Regions from separate parts of the Mus musculus genome. Here region 1 is linked to region 2. A link is a contact called in public promoter capture Hi-C data. All regions are on one chromosome and are shown on one strand. Each heading gives the region's core, a stretch centred on a gene start, on an enhancer-like site or on the middle of the called end of the contact. The rest is flanking DNA. Distances are from core to core; before and after follow the strand shown.

The links. Promoter capture Hi-C pulls out the DNA fragments that hold promoters and counts their contacts.
Region 1: a contact with region 2 is called in a promoter capture Hi-C map of stem cell-derived epiblast-like cells, with 4 times the contacts expected there. The contact joins the promoter of Vipr1 here to the promoter of Myrip in region 2. A contact is called at or near these places in 5 of 39 promoter capture datasets (embryonic stem cells, hematopoietic stem and progenitor cells, liver and 1 more) and 1 of 484 Hi-C or Micro-C datasets (embryonic stem cells).

What each region holds. Positions count from the first base shown.
Region 1 is chr9:121,640,252-121,645,465 of GRCm38.p6, forward strand. Vipr1 (vasoactive intestinal peptide receptor 1) reads left to right here and starts at 2,465. Exons shown (of 13, transcript NM_011703.4): 1 at 2,465-2,675. The coding sequence starts at 2,598. It also overlaps a transcript of Lyzl4 not described here.
Region 2 is chr9:120,302,582-120,307,969 of GRCm38.p6, forward strand. It overlaps Myrip (myosin VIIA and Rab interacting protein), which reads left to right and starts at 1,492. Exons shown (of 17, transcript NM_144557.5): 1 at 1,492-1,619.

The DNA.
Region 1 (5,214 bases), core at 1,215-3,714, 1.3 Mb after region 2:
GGGAAGGTAACTACAAACACCACCACCAGCACCCGCTCCTTCAGCCTTGGAGATCTCCGTCTGCTTCAGGTGCTTTCTCTTAAACCTCAGGTACCTGCTCCCTCCACCTCGGATGTCTGTTCCCTCAGTCTCAGTTATACCTGCTTCCCAAGCCTCATGAAGCCCATCTTCCCCCATCTCTTCAGAAGTCCCTTCTCTCCTGAAGCCTTCCCTATTACCTAGGTAAACAACAGTAGCCTCCTCCTCAGATTCCACAAGGCTCCCCCAGGAGTAGGTGCATGGTTGACCTCCCAGTGTCTCAGAACAGAGACTTTAAGAGGCAGCAGGAAATAAGCTGGGTTGCATTTTTAAGGTTGTTTTTGCTGTTTTCCTGCTCCTTTTGTTTTTTGAGCGTGTCTTGTGTCCTTTGATGGTAAAGAAGGATGGGTCCCCAGGGAACAACCAGAAAGAACTGAGAGTAGCTTTCACAGAGAATTGGAAGAGAAAGCTATTCTCCCCAAGACATCTTCCTCTCCTGGGGGTCAGGCCGGGAAGACACCAGGGGATCCTGCCGATGTTCTCAGCTGTAGCCTAGCACCAGCCTTCCAACCTCCAGCCCAAGAAGGATCAGCGTGGACAGGGCAGCCATCACCACTGGTGGCCTCTACCTCCCATCTATTCACCTGCCTGGTGAAGGTCACATAGCAAAATGGAGTCTGGCTTCCCACTTCCTTCCCGGTACCCAAAACCCTCCATCCACCCCCACCCCCATGCCCAGATCTCTGTCCACAGAGAACACGGAAATGCTAACAGGACCATGAGGTGAAGCACCGTAGCATTTTGCTCAGGCTGGTCTGAAATCCACAGGAATCCTCCTCCCGAAGCATACAGAGCAGTGGGATCACAGGCACGTGCCACCCCGCCCCATATCAGCATTCTGCAGCTGCCTAGGTGACATATGGGGGTGGGCAGGGTTGAGAGCCAAAGCTCACATCTGGGACTTGAGCATACCACCTCAAGAGCTGGTAAGACCTCACTGCCCGGTTAAGAGGCCTAAGGCCTAAGAGGAGTGTGCCCATGGTCACAAGCGAGGCAAACCCCTATTCCTGCTCACAGTGACTCCCGAAATCCTAGCCCTGAAGCACTGAATGGCAACTACTAAACAGCTCCCTCTTCTGACACCCCATAACTGGAGAAAGGCCTGTGACAACTAGCCCATTCTCTATCCGGAAGCAGAAATTGCAGGGAGTGCCTCTTACCTCCTATGCCCTGGTGCGTAGTAGAGGCCTGGCTCAGGCTCAGGCTCAGGCTCAGGGGGAGAGAGAACAAGGGAAGTGCGGTAGACTAGGAAGGAGAGGAAGGAGGAAGGCCAGGGGTTTGCTTCCAGACTTTTCTGTAACCGACCTCAAGGCCACGCCCACAGCGTTAGTTTCCCACGTTGCAGGTTGGGAAGGCTGGAGAATCCTCGGGAAATTCCCGCGCTCCTGCTGGCCAGAAAGCGCCCGGAGAGCGACTTCCTTCAAATGGATCGCACACCCTACTTCGCGCAGGGACACGCGGCCCTCTGCAACTCCGCCCCTCCTCCCACCTTCTATCCCACCGCGCCATCAGCCCCCCACATCACCTTCTCACCATGATCACTCGAGCTCTTGGAAAGTCATCTGCACGGGTTCCCTAAGACGTAGCGCGAAGGGCTCTGAGTCGGTAACCCCGCGCCCCACGCTAGCACCGAATAATCCGAGCCCTAAAGACAAGCTTCGGAGGGAGAGCAGCCTCAGATCACCCGCTACCGGCCCGCCCGATCTTGGAGACACAGCGCGGGACACTGGCACCCTGATCCTAGTCCCTGGGGACTCCGGGAAGACCGGTCTGTGGGCAGCCTGGGCCCAAGAAAGGGTACAGGCTTTGGTCCCCGCGCGGGGGCGCTGGAACATTGACTTCTCGTCCCTCACGAGCTGCGCCGGCCAAGTCGTGTCCAGCTCTGAGTGCACCCTGCCCTGGGCGGCCAAGAGGAACCCCCAGTTGGGACTCCCCGACCCCGGCTGCGCCCCCTCGGCTTCTCCCTTGTCGCAGATGGTTCCAACAGCGTGATCCGCTGGACCCCATCGGAGGCCAGCCTTCAGCCCTGGAAAGCTGTGGCCCTTCTAGTCCAAGAATTTGGGCTGCAAGCCGACGTGGAAACCGGGGAGCCGGCAGCTAAACTCCCTGGAGCCGAAGACTGGAGGAGCTCACTGCCAGGGGCCGAGGGCGCAGCCGGGGTTGAGAGAGAAAGGTGCGGGCGCGGGGAACACTGGGCGGTGTTGAGCCCAGCGTCCCCGCATCGGAGAGCCGAGAGGATGCTCGCTAGCTAGCAGCTCCCGACGACGCGCACCTCTAGCGGGACTCTGTGCTCACGCCCCCGGGGGCCCCGGCTCCGCCCCCTACCTGCGCCGAGGTACCGCCTCCGCCGTGCCATTGGCTAACCCCGCCGCCCGTCAGACGAGCCCCCGCCGCCCTCCCCTAGCCTGGAGCTGTGCCTCATAGCGCCCGGGCCGCTGGCCCGCGCCACTCTCCCGCGCTGCGTTAGCCACAGACCCCGTAGGCGCTCTCGGCTGCCTGCCGCGGGCTCAGGGCGGACCATGCGCCCTCCGAGCCTACCGCCTGCCCGCTGGCTCTGCGTGCTGGCAGGAGCCCTCGCCTGCGCCCTCGGACCCGCGGTGAGTGTGTGCCCCTCCACCCAGATCCCACGGATGGGGGAACTGCGGGGGCAGCGTATCCGGGACCATCTGGCCATCGGGGGGCAGCAGGAGCGCGGTTCTCGTCTTCTCTCTTCTGTAGCCCAGAGGCGTGGGAGCTCGGTAGCGGCGGGTCCCTCTTAGCTCATCTTAGAGCGCTCACCGCGAAGTGATCCCAATCAGCGATGAAGAGGTTGGGGGCGAGAGGGAGCCCCAGACTTGCCTTGCGATGAGTGCCTGTGGGGGTACGTGGGGAGGAGAACTGTGGGTGGCACGATCGAGTGAGATGGGAGATCCTGTAGACTGTCGGGTGGGAAGGAGGCTGTGTCTGGAAGCCTCTCTGGGTATTTTGAGAACTTGTGCGATGAAGACAGCACAGCATCAGACCTTAGTGCCTGTACCCTGGGGAGGGGTCCTTGGGATCTGGTGAGAATTTCATTCTGTGCTCTTTATCCTCTAACTATAGGCTGATGGTGGGCAGGTAAAAGCATGTATTGGGAAAAGCAGGGGGGCTTGCTCTACCTTAGACCTCGGCTTCCTCCCACACAGACATGTGTGTGGGTGTGCTCCTGTGGCTGTGACAGACTCACCAGGGTCATGGGGCAGACACCTGGTCACCTCCTCTGAGACTAAGAAAGACCTCAAGACTCAGAGACCCCCTAAACCCATTTTACAGAAGGGCAAAATGAGGCCACAGGAGCCACACCTGTCCCTGCCAGCCACACTTGGACAGAGGTGATCTTCCCTTCCCTTGCTCTAGGTCTGTGGAGCTGTTGCTTCAAGATTGTCTTTTCCTTAGTGGATTCTGGTCTGGAACAAGTGGGCTGCCTGGAGGAAGTGGGGAATCTTGGTCGGTCACCTTAGTGCAGTCTATCCCGTGGTCCCTCCCTAATCACAACCTTTCCCAGGGCAGGGATCAGGACATGAATCTGTTTCCTCCTAGCTGGTGTCTGGCACACCCTGCTCTGGAAAATCTCACCACCCCCCCAACCCCTTCCGGAGAAGGTGCTGCTCTCTGAGAATTGGACAGTGTTGCCCCCTTCCTCCTGTTTACAGCCCCTCCCCACACTCCAAGCTTCATCAGACTCTGGCCCTCAGTGTCACAGACCACACTAGCAGCCCTCCAACTTCCCCAACTCTGTGTCCTGGCTACTCCATTTTGGATAAGCCAGGGGTTTTTGGACCACTGGAGGCCTCTGGCCCCAGGTACCATCCATCTAGAAACAGATTGAGCCCAGTCCCTCCAATTCCATCTTCCTACTTCTTATTTGGAGGTGCCAACTCTAGCTCCTCCTCCAGGGAGCCTTCCCTGGTTGCCTCTGATCTTTCCACTCCAACCCCATCTTCAGTTCCACTAGCCTCCCAGCCTCGGCTGCCCTCTTGGTCCACAAAATGAGGGGAAGGGACTTAGCCTGGACTGGAGGGGGACCCCAGCCCCTGCTCTCCTCTCCCTGGAATGGAGGGGGACCCCAGCCCCTGCTCTTCTCTCCCTGGACTGGAGGGGGATCCCAGCCCCTGCTCTTCTCTCCCTGGACTGGAGGGGACCCCAGCCCCTGCTCTTCTCTCTCTGGACTGGAGGGGACCCCAGCCCCTGCTCTCCTCTCTCTGGACTGGAGGGGGACCCCAGCCCCTGCTCTCCTCTCCCTGGACTGGAGGGGGACCCCAGCCCCTGCTCTCCTCTCCCTGGACTGGAGGGAGACCCCAGCCCCTGCTCTCCTCTCCCTGGACTGGAGGGGGACCCCAGCCCCTGCTCTTCTCTCTCTGGACTGGAGGGGGACCCCAACCCCTGCTCTCCTCTCCCTGGACTGGAGGGGGACCCCAGCCCCTGCTCTTCTCTCCCTGGACTGGAGGGGACCCCAGCCCCTGCTCTTCTCTCTCTGGACTGGAGGGGGACCCCAGCCCCTGCTCTCCTCTCCCTGTCCTCAGTTGCTCCCTCCTGGAACGGACACCCAGTGTTCCTGCTGCAGCCGGACTTGGGGGGGTCATGTTATCAGAGTCATAAAATGGCAGCTGCAGAGTTCACAGTGAAGGCACCGAGCCTTATCACTCTGTTTATGGGGCCCTGCCTTGGCCTAGGAAGGGAAATCTTTGAACAGAGAAGCCAAAAAAAAAAAAAAAAAAAAAAAAAGGAAAGAAAACTTGCAGTGTCCCAGAGGAGGAAGTGAAGTGTATCCCAAGGCCTTCCATAGCTCCTCCCCCTGGGCAGCAGACAGGTGCCAGTGCCAGTGCCAGGCTGGTGGGGACACTCAGACTACAGACAGTCTGAGGCCCTACCTTGCAAGAGTCATGTCACAACCAGAACCTCAGAATCGACATGGGTCACAAACTCCTAGAACTGAGGGTCAGGCCTGCTGTGACAGACACACAGGGAAACCCAGAGGAAGAAGCAGGACGATGTCTCCAGTTTGGCTCCACTGGCCAACCTTCAACTGCAAACTATGAAAGCGGCTCTTGCTAGCCTGGCGTCTATCAGAACCTGGATGGCTGGAATAGAAGGCAAGGCTGGCCCCTCTGAGTGTTC
Region 2 (5,388 bases), core at 242-2,741:
CAAGTTGACAGTTGCAATTGATCATCACAATCATAACACATAGCTTTCCCCCAGAGAGAGCACACTTTGGTTGTGCTCAGTGGCAGGAGCTGAGACACTGGCAGACAAAGGTAGGAGGGAGTCTTGTGAACGGTTGAATGTTGGACTGTGTGGATACTAACCGGGCCTACATAAACAGATTTAGAACGGAAAATAAGTAAAATGTACACAAAATAAGCTTTCTTTCATTTTAGCAGTTTAAAAATCCCTCAAGGGAGGAAACCGTTTCTTTAGAGAAACCAATTTAATGCCTTACACGTTCTTAATTTTCCTCCCTCGTTGCTCCGCAAAGGCGCTTCCCCCCCCCCCCATCTACCTTGCATGCATTTACATAGGACACGACCTCAGCTCATTGACCTATGAGATTTAGAACTGAGATTTAGATTTTGAAATCACCGCCGTAGCGCTATAGAAGCTTTATTCTGACGGAGTCGCTGCTGCCAGGCAGTTGACACTGACAGGTGTTCCCCAGTCGACGCTGCTGAGGCTTAAGTAGTTGGTCTCAATATCCGGGGCCCTGGGCTTGCTGGATGAGCAAGTGCGGCCCTAGATTGCAGGACAATCTCAACTCCTTGTCATCCTTTGGGGACCATGGACTGCAAGCACGCGCCCCAGAGCACTCCTCACTGGCAGTATTCCAGGACTCACTATCCCAGAGGTGCAGCGGTTATGGGGGCGCACACAGGATTAGAACCCCCTGAGCCAAGTGCGAGGTAGTCAGTGTGTGTTGAATGAGCGAGCGTGGCTAGCTCAGTAAATTCCCTGGAGAAGAACGTAATCCAGACCGGAATCACAACGGTGCCTTAAAAATACCTTGGGGTGGGGGGCAGTGAAGTGAAAGATGTTGATGCAGGCGGGCCACGAGTCTTTGGTGAGGCTGGAGCCAGCAGGTCGCGCTGTTCCTAGGACTAAGAAGGCCCAGGTTGCGGTGACCCATCCTTCAAGCGGGCGGGTCTCCAAGGATGCAGAGCCTGACTTCAATACTAGGGATGACCTGAAGCTAGGGCTGGTTGAGTAGGGGTGCTCACGATCGCGACCCCCGCACCGCACTGCGCCGCAGCCCGCAACGACCCGGGTGCGCGCAGCCCCAGCCCCGCCTCTTCCCTATGCGCCCCGCCCCTCCCGGCGCGTGCCACCCGCGCACCCGGGGAGCTCGCGAGGAACCCGCGGGGTAGGCGGCCGGTGTCCCGGCGCAGGCGCGCTGGTGTCGCCGCCGCTCCCGCCAGCCGCCCCGCACGCGCCCCCGCCCCGCCTCCGCACGCGCCGCCGCCCCGGGCGCCTGTGATTGGCGGTCAGCGGGGCCCGCAGGTGGCGGCGGCCGCAGTGGCTTGGGCTGGCGCTGGCTGGGAGCCTGGAGCGGGCGCCTCCCTCGCGCCGCGCGCCCTCGTCCTGCCCGCGCTGCCCGGCTCCCGCTGTGACTGCGGCCCCAGCTCGGGCGCACCGGCGATCTGCAGCCTCGGGATCGCGCGCTGGACGCAGGCTGCGGCAGGTGACCCGGGGCCATCCGAGGCGCGGTGGCTGTGAGCCTGGCCGCCATCCATGAGCTCCGCCGCGGACCCACTCCAGGCCGGCCACCCCGGGTGAGTCCTCCAGCTCTCCCCTCCGCGCCCGCAGCTCGATGCCATGCTTCCCTGCCACGTTGCCGCAACTTTTGGGGTGGGTGTCTGAAGATGTCGCGCGCGCGGTCCCCCGCACCTGGTGCGCGTCTGGGGCCAGGGCTGCGGGACATGGCCAGCCTGCCTGTGCGGAGGGGACGGTGGGGTCTTGGACTTAGCCTCGACAGAGTCAGATCCGCCTCTTTCCGTGGCTACGGGGGCGGGAGCTGACCCCTGCGTTTCCCCGATGGCCACGTAGCGCTCGGGATGCGGTGCGCCGCGCACCTTGCTAAGGGATCCGCGCACCGGCGGGCGCCTCAAACCACCCGGTGCGCACCCGGCAGCTGGCCAGCATGGACCACGTGACTCTTTTAGACTCTTAATGTTTGTAAAATGGGGCTAATTAGGTACTCGCCGAAGGTCATGGCCAGGGCACAGCGTTAACCCCCAAGGCAGACTGCGTCTGGGCTCAGCCCCGGGTTGCCTGAGGAGGAGAGGTGCGCTGGTGAGGCAGGCACTGGGCGAGGTGTTCCTTCGTCCTGCTCTCTTTCTCGGTTCCTCCTATCTTCAAAGACAGGAGACTTGTTGAGGTTTCGAGCTCATCCGCAGGGTCTCAATAGCGGTTTCGGGGGGTGGGGGGGTGGTTAACGTCTGGCTGTCTTCCGTGTGAGCGTGCTGTGGAGCATTTGTGTGGTGGGAACGCTCACAGTTGCCGCATCCGAGGTTCCATCCTCTTCTAGTCACTCAATTGACTGATGTTTCTGCAGAGTGTGGAGTCGAGGACTCTGCTAAGCGCCAGGGCTTACATAGACTGTGTTTGGCTTCTGGTCTCCCAAATAAACCTTGTCCTCAGGACGTGTGTCCCAGCCACTCTTCCAAGACACACCAAAGGGAGGGAGCTGACACACCGAAAAGCAGCTTTCTCTGAAGATCTCTCCCATCCGCTAAAATTCCTTGAAAATGGACTACATTTCTATCCGCCCCACCCCTTACCTATAATATACATTTTGTTTATTATCTTGAGACTTTCCCAGGGACGGGAGAGAGATTGTTCCTCCTGCCCTGCCATTTCCCTGTTCCCACATGTCCTTCTCACCCTCTGACCTCCAGCTGCAGTTTTGATACTCAGTGATGACACTGTTACACATAGTCCTGGGATAATTGACAGGCGTTTTTTTTTTTATTTCTTTCTTTCTTTCTCTCCCCCCCACCTCCCCGCTCCTGGGGCTCCCGGGGTACGGTGTGAAAAAGCGCTGGGGTTGTGGTACCAGGTAGAGGGAAGATGTTGTAAGGGATCTTTCGGGAGGAGTGGTATGGAAATGAGGTGATTTCAAGGATTTGACAGCAACATCAGGACCCTGTTTGCAGATCTAAATATCTTTTTCTAGAGATATTTAGTTTTGGTAAAGCTTTGAAGACTGCTTTCCATCTTCAGATTGGAATCCAGTGGGTAGCTGTTTTCCTGATCTTCCCCCCACCTATGGAGGGGGTGCCTCTGAACTAGAAGTTGTGTCTCTTTAGCTGGGGACTCTCTGGAGGTCTAAGGAGAAATTGCCTCCCCTCCTCCTCCCCCCTCGTGGTGTATGGTTGTTTCTGGGCATGTGTGTGTATATATAGTCAAGCATGTATGTCTCTCTGAAGATGATGTCTGTGGCAGGAGTCTTTTGAGATCTGGATTTTATCTTTCTGTGTGGGAGAGGGAAGGATGGAATTCACTCGAGTTTGGGAAAATGTCCTGCTAGCCACATCTGGTGTTAAACTAGCAGTCTTGTAGATCATGTCCGGGGTGGGGTGGGGTGGTGGTGAGGTGGTGGTGAGGTGGTGGTGAGGTGGGGGAGTGGGGTAAGAAAACATGACAGTGAGTTGGTATTCAGGGAAAGCAGAACTCAAGGTCTTCAGCCCTTGGTCAATTTGTCTTAACATGTTATTAAAGTATAATTACAAAAAGTTTTATAGCTCAAAAGTGTATATTTAGGGCTGGACAGACAGCTCAGCAGTTAAGATCACTGGCTGCTCTTGCAGAGGACCTGGGTTCGATTCTCAGCACCTGTGTGTTGGCAAATAACCATCTGTAACTCCAGTTCCAGGGAATCTGACATCCTATTTTGACCTCTGCAGGCACAGAACACACATGGCACACATATATACACCCAGGCATGTATACACAGATAAAACAAAATAAAGTGAGTAAATATTTAGAGTGTATATTTGATGGATTTTAATAGACAAGCCACACCTGTGTATCTGGTGTCCAGACTAAGAACAAAAAGCTTCGTAGTTTCCCTGTAACTCATGAAAGGCAGCAGCCCCAGAGGCAGCTATCACCTTGTTTAGTTTGGCCAGGCAACATTCACTTCATCTTTATCCCATCATTTGCCTATCAAGCTGAAATAAGAGCTTCCTAGTTCTATGTCCTTTAAGACAGTGTCTTACCTATAGCTCAGGGTTCATGGGATTCTCTACATAGTCCAGGCTGAACTCAAACCTGTGGTGTTCCCCTGCCTCAGACTCTGGAGTACTGGTATTAATGGTGTGAGCCATCTCTGGCTTAATTTTTTTTTAAACCTTCCTTTTTATCGAGCTCAAACCAAGAGTCCTTTATCTACGGCAGACAACTAGTAGAAAAAGTCTCATCTTAGGCTCTGGGTTGGCTGTCCCCCATCCACGAATGATCAGTGTTCTTTGATTGGGGTGATGGGAGACCCCGGGTATAGCAGTGGGGTTCAGTTTACTCCCTGTATCTCTCTCTCATCTTAAGTGGTGTGATATAAATGAAAAATATGAATGGCTTTATTTCTAATTCCTCAAAGTCAAAAGTTGGATGGAATCATAACATTTCAACTCATCTACGACCTGTTGGGGCTGTTGCCTCATAGTGGCCACATGTTAGCTGGAGAACCCAGACACCCACCATCACGACAGGGATAAAATCCAACAGCCCAGGATCTCCAGAAACAAATAATGTTCATAAATAATGTTTTCTGCTCTCTGATCGGAAGGCCCCTTTTGGTCCCTACTACTAAGTCCATGGATAGACTCCATCTGGGGTTTGGGAGCTGTTTTGTGATCTGGGCCAATGCTGCCTTTTCCTCAGTCCTGTGGAACTATGGTGGCACATCCTTGGGGTATTAAAGAAAGCTTGGCTAGGTATGTGTGTTATATATCAACCTAGAATCCCCCAACAGTTTGAAGGTTCTCTTTCATAAGGCCAAATGGCTTCTTTCACAGAGCACTATCTATGGTGAGTTTTAAGGAATGGATAGGTTACTGGGATACGTTCAGCATCTTGCAGGGAGAGTTCAAATCAGGAGGAGGAGGAGGTGAGGATGTGGGATCTGGCGTGGAGAAGGCTAAGTGAGGCAGCCCCCTGTAGATGCCTGTGCCGATGAGTGTTGTCAAGTCATCAGAGGCTGTTTGGAGTGCTGTGTTCTTTTGGTGACTGTATTCTTTCTCACCACTGTGACAAAACTCCTTCTGAGAGCAATTACGGAAGGAAGGATTTGTTTTGCTCACAGTCCCAGGACGCTCGCTGTCATGACTGGGTAGGTATGGCTGCGGGATCACGGATGTAAGGTTGCTGTCTTAGTGAGGGTTTCTACTCCTGCACAAACATCATGACCAAAAGCAAGTTGGGAAGGAAAGGGTTTATTCAGCTTACATTTTCCACATTGCTGTTCATCACCAAAGGAAGTCAGGACTGGAACTCAAGCAGGTCAGGAAGCAGGACTGATGCAGAGGCCATGGAGGGGTGTTA